Linked DNA regions of Cricetulus griseus: region 2 is linked to region 1. A link is a contact called in public Hi-C data. All regions are on one chromosome and are shown on one strand. Each heading gives the region's core, a stretch centred on a gene start, on an enhancer-like site or on the middle of the called end of the contact. The rest is flanking DNA. Distances are from core to core; before and after follow the strand shown.

The links. A called contact is a pair of places that touch in the nucleus more often than the background predicts.
Region 2: a contact with region 1 is called in a Hi-C map of fibroblasts, with 1.8 times the contacts expected there. The contact joins the enhancer-like site here to the promoter of Fam107b in region 1. A contact is called at or near these places in 3 of 8 Hi-C or Micro-C datasets (the CHK-Q cell line, the CHO-K1 cell line and fibroblasts).

The regions. Positions count from the first base shown.
Region 1 is chr3:220,992,470-220,996,324 of CriGri-PICRH-1.0, reverse strand. It overlaps Fam107b (protein FAM107B), which reads right to left and starts at 1,900. Exons shown (of 4, transcript XM_027405206.2): 1 at 1,752-1,900.
Region 2 is chr3:221,048,634-221,052,488 of CriGri-PICRH-1.0, reverse strand. All of the region lies in intron 1 of Fam107b (protein FAM107B), which reads right to left. Among named protein-coding and RNA genes, the nearest start is that of Fam107b, 56 kb to the right of the region's middle. Within about 2 kb of position 1,923, at least 1 of the 6 cell types and tissues checked has open chromatin away from gene starts, as enhancers often do.

The DNA.
Region 1 (3,855 bases), core at 651-3,150:
AAGGCTTCTTTTTACTTTGCATATTAAAGAATTCAAAGATCAAAATTTTTACAAGGGGAAAAACAACAAGTAATGATAAACATGTCCACTGGCCAAATATGTAGCTGAATGGCTTTTTAGACAGTCAAAACTCCTCACTGCACAGCGGAAACTTATTTTACTTTCTTAACGCAAACTCTGTTGAAGCATGTGTGGATGCATCAGGGAAACCACTGCTCCTTTCTACAAAGCAGCTCTTTCCATCATGCATTTCTCATGAATCTCAGAATATTTTTAAAGTAAGAACAAGATCTATTTGCTTTTTAAACAGAGACAGTCCCAAGCTACTCCTGAAATTCAAGGAATATATATACACATACATATGTATATGCATATATGTGTGTGTGTGTCATATTTCCCTCTCCCTTCTGAATAAGTAGTTATTGGCAAGACTATGAGAAAATATATTCCCAAACAAGTTGTTGGCCTAATTCTCTGTGAAAATGGCAAAGGACTATTACAAAGTTATCATTATTAAATGTCATACCTTAGACAATTAGTAAAGTATTCATTTAGTCTCCACACACACACAAACACACACACACACACCCCTTCCAGGAATGAAGCAAACACAACTTCATCCTCAGGGTATGTTTCAGTGATGGCCACATGACTGGCCTTTTTTTCTTTTCTTATTTTTGAAATTTTCACAAATGTATATGTTATATAATTTGAAGTGTAAAGCCTGAAACTACAAACACTAAGGAACCTTCTCTAGACGGGCGTCAGCACCTCTGATGGGATTTAAAGCAACTTTAACAGCTAACATTTCCAAATGATAGAGGAGTACCATGCCTAGAAAAAGACACCGGCCTACCTGTTAGCAAGAAAGCTCAAATTCAGAATGTCAAGTCTAGCATGCCTCATTCTGCTCCTCTTTTAGTCCCTTCAGTGTCAGGCCCATTCTAATCAAGTAACTTCTGTTAGCAGTCCTGGACAAAAATTTTTCTGAGGGACTGGTATGGTTTTGGTGTCTGCACTCCATCCTCTCAACAGGAGCCCTCTAAATTTCAAAGAGAGCTGGGACGCTCCACTTCCCGCACACATGTCAAAACTTGGCTCTAAAGCATCACATTACCTCCCAGCCATCCAGAAATGTTTCAGGAGGCAATCACGGAACCCAAACAAAATATAGGGACTTCTTGTGCGTAGACATCACCCAACCTCCTGGGGTTACCGGACTCAAAAGAGGCAAACAGAGTCTAACACAGAAAAGTTACTTGCAGAAAGGAAACAGGGTCACCACCACCTTTCTAAGCAGCGCGACCCCGCCTTTGTCTGCCGGGCAGGGGCTGGCGTCGGGCCGCTGACCCCATCCTGCCGCCGGGGCAGGCAAGGCTGGCTGGCATCTGGCCGCGGGCAGCGCAGCCGTTGCAGCCAGGGTCTCGGGGTCTGGGTCTGCTGGGCCGAGGATACAACAATGAGCTGAGCAGCAGCCCGGAATCCCCCCCTCTCCAGGGGCCCCTCCGCCCCAGAGCCCCTCCATCGGGGCCGCCGCCCGGGCCCTGCACCTTCGACCTTCCTAGGCAGCGCAGGGCCACCGGGCTCCCCGCCGCCCGCTTGCTCTCGAGGGACCGCGAACCCACCCCGCGCTGCTTGCCAACGACAGGGTCCCCCGGGCCGGGGTCAGGCAGGCGTCGCTGTGTCCCCGCGGGCGGCCGCCTCGCAGGCTCCTCGTCTTTGTGTGCGAAGTAAGTGTGGGGCCAGCCTACCTCGCACAAAGGCGCGCGGCTCCCCGGCGCGCTCCGCCGTTCGCGGTGGTAGCCGGCACCTTGACCGCCGGGGTGGCGAGAGGGCGGTTCCGACGGCGGTTACAACGCCGACTCCGAAGCCAGTCCGGCTCTGGGCGGCTCTCACACCCCGCGGCCCCGCGCGTCAGAATTAAGTGGCGGGGGCGGGCCGGGGGCGGGCCGGGGCCGCTGAGTCATCATTTGGCCACGCCCCCACGCTCCAGGCCACGCCCCCCGAGCATTCAGCTCTGGTTGGCCCTAGTGGATGGAAATGAGTGCTCTGGGTCCTGGGTCCTTTGGCAGGGGCCTCTGCTGTGTGGCTTTACTTTGGTTAGCTTGGGGACCCAGGAAAGAAGAACAGGGAGGTAGAGGGGAAAATTGTCACCTGTCTAATGGAAGGTGACAGATGCAAGTTCACTGGGTCCACACCTGCTTGTGTGTGTTCTCTCTCATCATTCTGTCTCTCTCTTGTCCCTATGTTTGTCTTTCTGTCTCTGGATGTCTTTTTTGTTTCTGTGTGTCTCTCAAGTCTCTTATGTGTCTCTGCCACTGTGTCTCTCTGCCTTTGTCTCTCTGTGTTCTCTCCTTTCTGTGTTCTCTCTCTCTCTCTGTGTGTCTCTCTCTGTCTCTGTCTCTCTCTCTGTCTCTCTCTCTGTCTCTCTCTCTGTCTCTCTCTCTCTCTGTGTGTGTGTGTGTGTCTCTCTCTCTCCAGACAGTTGAATTACTGCCAAATATTTTTGGAAGAAAACTCAAAAAGAATTTGTTATAATCACACAAACTCAAAACCAACTGAAGGCTCAGAACCCATGACCCAGGTTTTTCTCCCCATCCTCAGGAAAGGGCAGTTGTGGAGACCTAAATCAAGGAAGGACTGTTTCTCTTTTTTAAATTCTAATGTTAATTCTCTGTCTCTCTTACATCCAATCCAAAGGTTTGGCCAATCCAAACATTCTAATATTACCATGTGCCTGAATCACAGCAGAAACAAAAGCAAGACTCGTCTCAGGATGAAATGGAGGCCAGCAGGCTGATGGTTGTATACCAAAAGCTTTTTAATTTTCTTGGCAATGGATGACTAAGGATTTATTTATTAGGAAACTTTTCTGACTCAAAGAGCTTAGGTCATGTTCACAAAGGGAAAAAAATGCTCTCAATGGATTTCAATGAGCATATTACTTATTCCAAAGGTATCTGTCCTACACCGTGCCCCCAGCCAGCTCCTGGCCACCCTCCCTACCCAGAAGCCTGCTAAGCAATAGATTCACTCACCCGAGGATTTACATTACTCCACATTAGTCTGAAATATGACATGTAATAATGGTAACTTTGCAATATTTCTTTGCCACTTTCACATAGAGTTAAAAAGACAACTTGTTTTGGAATATATATATATATATATATATATATATATATTATATATAATTTTAAGATCCTTCCCAGCCTAAGCATCCTTCTGCTTGCACTTGGCTCATCTGCTCTCATTCCTCCTCACCCCTGCCCTGCATGGTGTTTTCTCCCTCCATAATGGCTCTCTAGTCACCACCAGAACTTGGGATCCAGCCTAGAGTCCTACTCCTCCCCCCACTGGTGTCAACTCTTACATTCTGACTAAAATGGCTAGCTTTCCCCTTACCCATCACCTGTAGTGCCACATTGCCTCTGGGCTCTGTTGCCACAGTATGTCCTAACCAGTCTTACCCGCCATTGTCACAGTGTCCCAGCTGCTTTCTGGGTGAACTTTTCAGTACAAACTGCTCAGCTTCTGCAGCTGCTAAAGTCTCGATTGTTTTCGCTACTTTTCATGCCACTTAGAAAAAAACACCTGATAGAAACAAGGGAAGGAGGAATGATCTTGGCTTACAAATCCGTGTCCTTCCTGGTGACTGGTGTATCTAATGTTAACTCCTTACATCATGACCAGGAGCAATTACTTTTTTTTTTTTTTTTTGGCCCCCTGAGACAGGGTTTCTCTCTGGAGCTTAGGAGCCTGTTCTGGAATTCACTGTGTAGACCAAGCTGGCCTCAAATTCTGGGATTAAAGGCATGTGCCACCACTGCTGGTGCCCGTTATCATTTCTAAAGCCCA
Region 2 (3,855 bases), core at 674-3,173, 56 kb before region 1:
GCACTACCCAAGTATGCATGGAGAAAAAAACTTCTAGCACTCACATGGATAACAGGCAGTCTGTTCCCTTCTATCCACTCATCTATTCTCAGGGCTACAACTGAGAGAGAGCAAAGAAAGGGAAGGTGGGTGACCTGGCAGCAAGATCCCTTTGGGGACATATAGAGAACATGTCCCTGGAAAACAACAGAACAATATGCTGACATTCTTGGGGAGAGCCACTTAACCCTTCTGAGACTCCCTCCCTGGCTCTCTCTGGGTCTTTCTGGAACTGTCCACTCTATGACCCCAGTGTTTGCACCCCCCTTCATGGAGAAACTCTCCCAGAAAGCAAGGCATCTGTCTCCTTTCTTAGACACCTGTAACTAACCAGGACTGTGATGCCTGAGAATGTGACTACTATTTCAAGACAGAAGAAAAGTCCCACTTGGGGGATGGAGCAACAGGAGCCAGACTGACTGCATGGCAGAAGCCAGGCAGGGCTGGTGCTAGTGAATGACTGCCATGCATACCAAGATGCATTCCTTGGTGCTGACCCCATGCCTGCTCCCTGACCTCAGAACAAACCAGATGAATATTTCATAATAATTAACAGGAGATTTGTACTTGCCTGTCCCAGTTCAGTGATTTTGACTTTCAAACTCAAAATCAGATAAGGGCCTGACTACAACAAAGTATTCCAACCTTGCCTTCTGTGGAAAGCCCACGGTTACTACTACTAAACCTGGTTACTTCCTCACTTACTAGAAAGGTCAGAGATCTACTGAGTCAGAGAACAGGGGAATGTGTGGGAGGAAGAGCCACACCTAAATGGTTTAGACTCCAGCTGTCACCTTCCTGATACACACACCACAACAAACATCCGGATACAGGGTAATCACAGGTTTCTGTCTATTGTCTGCAAGGACAAGGACCATCTCTCCTCCAGAGCTAATCCCCACCCCTCCAGGAACATGGAAATGTTGGGTTAACATTGAATTATGAAGTCCGCACTAACTGGAATGCTAAGAGTTCCTCCATGAATAAGCTCTTAGTCCAATGCCAGCTTCTACCCATGAAAGACACCCACCTCAGGTGATGACAGGTGGGCTGGGGCTAAGTGGAGGTGGAGGGAGAAGAGAAAGCAGGGCATCTATCCATGAATTCCAGCACAGACACGGGGAAAGAGCAAACATATATGCAGCGACAATCAAAGCAGGAATCCAAGTTTCAGTTATCAGTGATGTCTCCCTGAACTCCTGAGCTGGATACTAAGCTTCGAAGCCGAAACTAGGCAAAGTGACAGCCAACAACTACCAGCACCTTAAGGATAGCATGTGCAGGTGGAGGGCCACATGTGACCCCAGCAACAACCCTAGAGATAAAAGATTCAGACTCTTCAGCAATCAGAGAAACAAAATTTCATAACATGCTGGTGCTTATACTGATAATGGCATAATCTAAAAATAAATTGCAAGGCCACTAATCTCAAAACCTAGGTTTGCCAAACTGCAATACCTAATGTTTGTTTTAAAAAGTGCTGTAAAAAATTTTGAAAACTAACATGAAAATAAACATATTAGACACGCAAAGAATAAGCCAACTAAAAGAAAAAATAGCTGTAGCTGCATCGTTTTAAATATTTGAGGTAACACTGCATGAAATATTAAGGCTCAAAGCTACCAAATGAGGAACGCATAGAAGAGAACCCACACATTGCCTAGATGTTGCTAATATCAGACCTGCAACCTTAACCAAAAGGAGAAATACAAACCTTGTACATAGGGAGCGAGGGATCTCATCATAGCCAACCTGACTTTAGCACTGCTGCTCCCGGGCAAAATGTGACTCTTTGCTTGAAATCTCAAATGCACAAGGCACAGCTCTACAGTCCCTAAAGAGCCCAGAGCAGATTCATTCTAGTTAATCAGTAGACAAAGCAGGCCACCTGCTTCCATAAAAGGACCTGCTTCTCTACTTCAAGCCATGACATCCATTCAATGCAGGAGTGACTCCAAAGGTCAAAGTTCCAGAGGGAGGGAGGGTTGGGGACAGGCTGAAGGCAGACAAGGAAAGAATGGGGTAGCCCTTAACTCCAGGTGAGAGGAGACTTGGACCAGGATGCTACAGCACAAGTAGGTGGCCATCCTAAGTGTTTATGAATTCTCTGTTAGACTTTAGCTTCATGGAAGGCCTCCTCTCTGACACTAACAGAGTGGTGAGATGTTAAGTAGGGCCTCCTACTAATCAGACAAGACCCTGGGGGCAGTGGGGTGGGGCTCCATGAGTTCTCTAACCAGAGCAAACACTGTCTTTAATTTTCTCTGTCTTGGAGTAGGGGAGTAGGCACAGGAGCCCCCCACCCCAAGTCCCATGTATAGACTCTGGTCTTCTGTGGCCCAAGCAGTAGGCGTGTGCAACGCACCTCCTGCACACTGCTGTAAAGGTGTTGGGAAAAGGGGTGAAATGGCCCGAGGCAGCTTCTCCCTGTGCCCTCATTTCTGTACCACAAGGTGGCTGGTGCAGCACCTGGGAACTAGATAGGGCCACTTTTCCTTGGCTTTCCACCTGGAGCCATGAGGGCAAAGAAGCAGCCATATCTATGGCTTTCCTACTGGCTCTCTCATCTGTCAGCCATCCTGTTCACAGTTACTCAAGACCAACAACAGAATTCTGATCATGTGGCCCGTGCTCTGACTGAACTGGCATAAACACTATGCATCTTCACTCTCCTTGGCCTTCCTCCACCTTCCTCCACGTGAGGCCTTGGCCACTGCTGCTCCCTCTACTCAGACATGATTGCCCTTTTCTGTTCCATCCACCAATCCTTACAGCAAGCCAAATCTCACCCATCCTCTCAGATGCAGAGATATGTCATGTCTTCCGGGAAGCTTCTCCTAATTTCCTGACTGTAATTAAACTCTGGCCTCCAACCACTATAGAATCATCTTTTCTCTATTTTTCTATTATGCATCAATTGTGCATTTCAGAATATCTACATGTAACTTTCCATCCCTTTGTTGCAAAGACTCTCTTCAGCCACTTTGGATTTGTTCTATGGATGTTACTTAAAAGAAGTAACCAAATCAGGGGTAAACTACCAGTAGAGGGAGCCCCTGCGCAATTTGATTTCCTTGAACTCTTGGAACTGTGCTCAAAGTAGGGTGGGAGGCCAGTGGGGGTTCTTCACTGAATATCAAGCAACCAAGAAAGCTGAGAGTAAAGATGTAACAGAAAATCTAAAAGTAAGGGGGATATTATCCTTATATGAAGTATCTCTTCTAGAAATTAACACAAGATACTGATACTAGTGGCCTTTTTTATGTTGTCACTGCTGCTGTTTTGTCTACCAAATATCAAGTCAAGGAAAGAAAAATCAGTGCTGGCTCAACTAAGGAGAAACACAGTGGGTTGAGATCTTAGACAAGGCTTAATGTCCTTGACTTCAGTTCCCTGCCTGTCTTTGAAAATGGAAGGAATAATGTAAAAGTAGCCTGTTATTACCTAGGCACCCTCATTAATCCCTGCTGTGAATATGAGTCCTTAAGTTGGAGTTATTACTAGCCAAGTATAGCCCACACCATTACTTACTTTTTCTAGAGGTGTAACTCATTTCTTTTGGCCATATTTCCTTCCAAACCATGAATTCAAATAAATAATGCACACTGGTAACAATCAGTGAGTATATGTGGATACACAGGGGTGTGTATAGTTGTTCGTGCTCTGTGTGTGTGTGTGTGTGTGTGTGTGTGTGTGTGTGTGTGTGTGTGTGTGTGAATGACATCTGTGTGTGGAGCACAAAGGATAACCTCAGGAGTCATTCCTCAGGATCTCTTCACCTTGTTTTGATACAGGGTCTTTCACACAGGACTCACC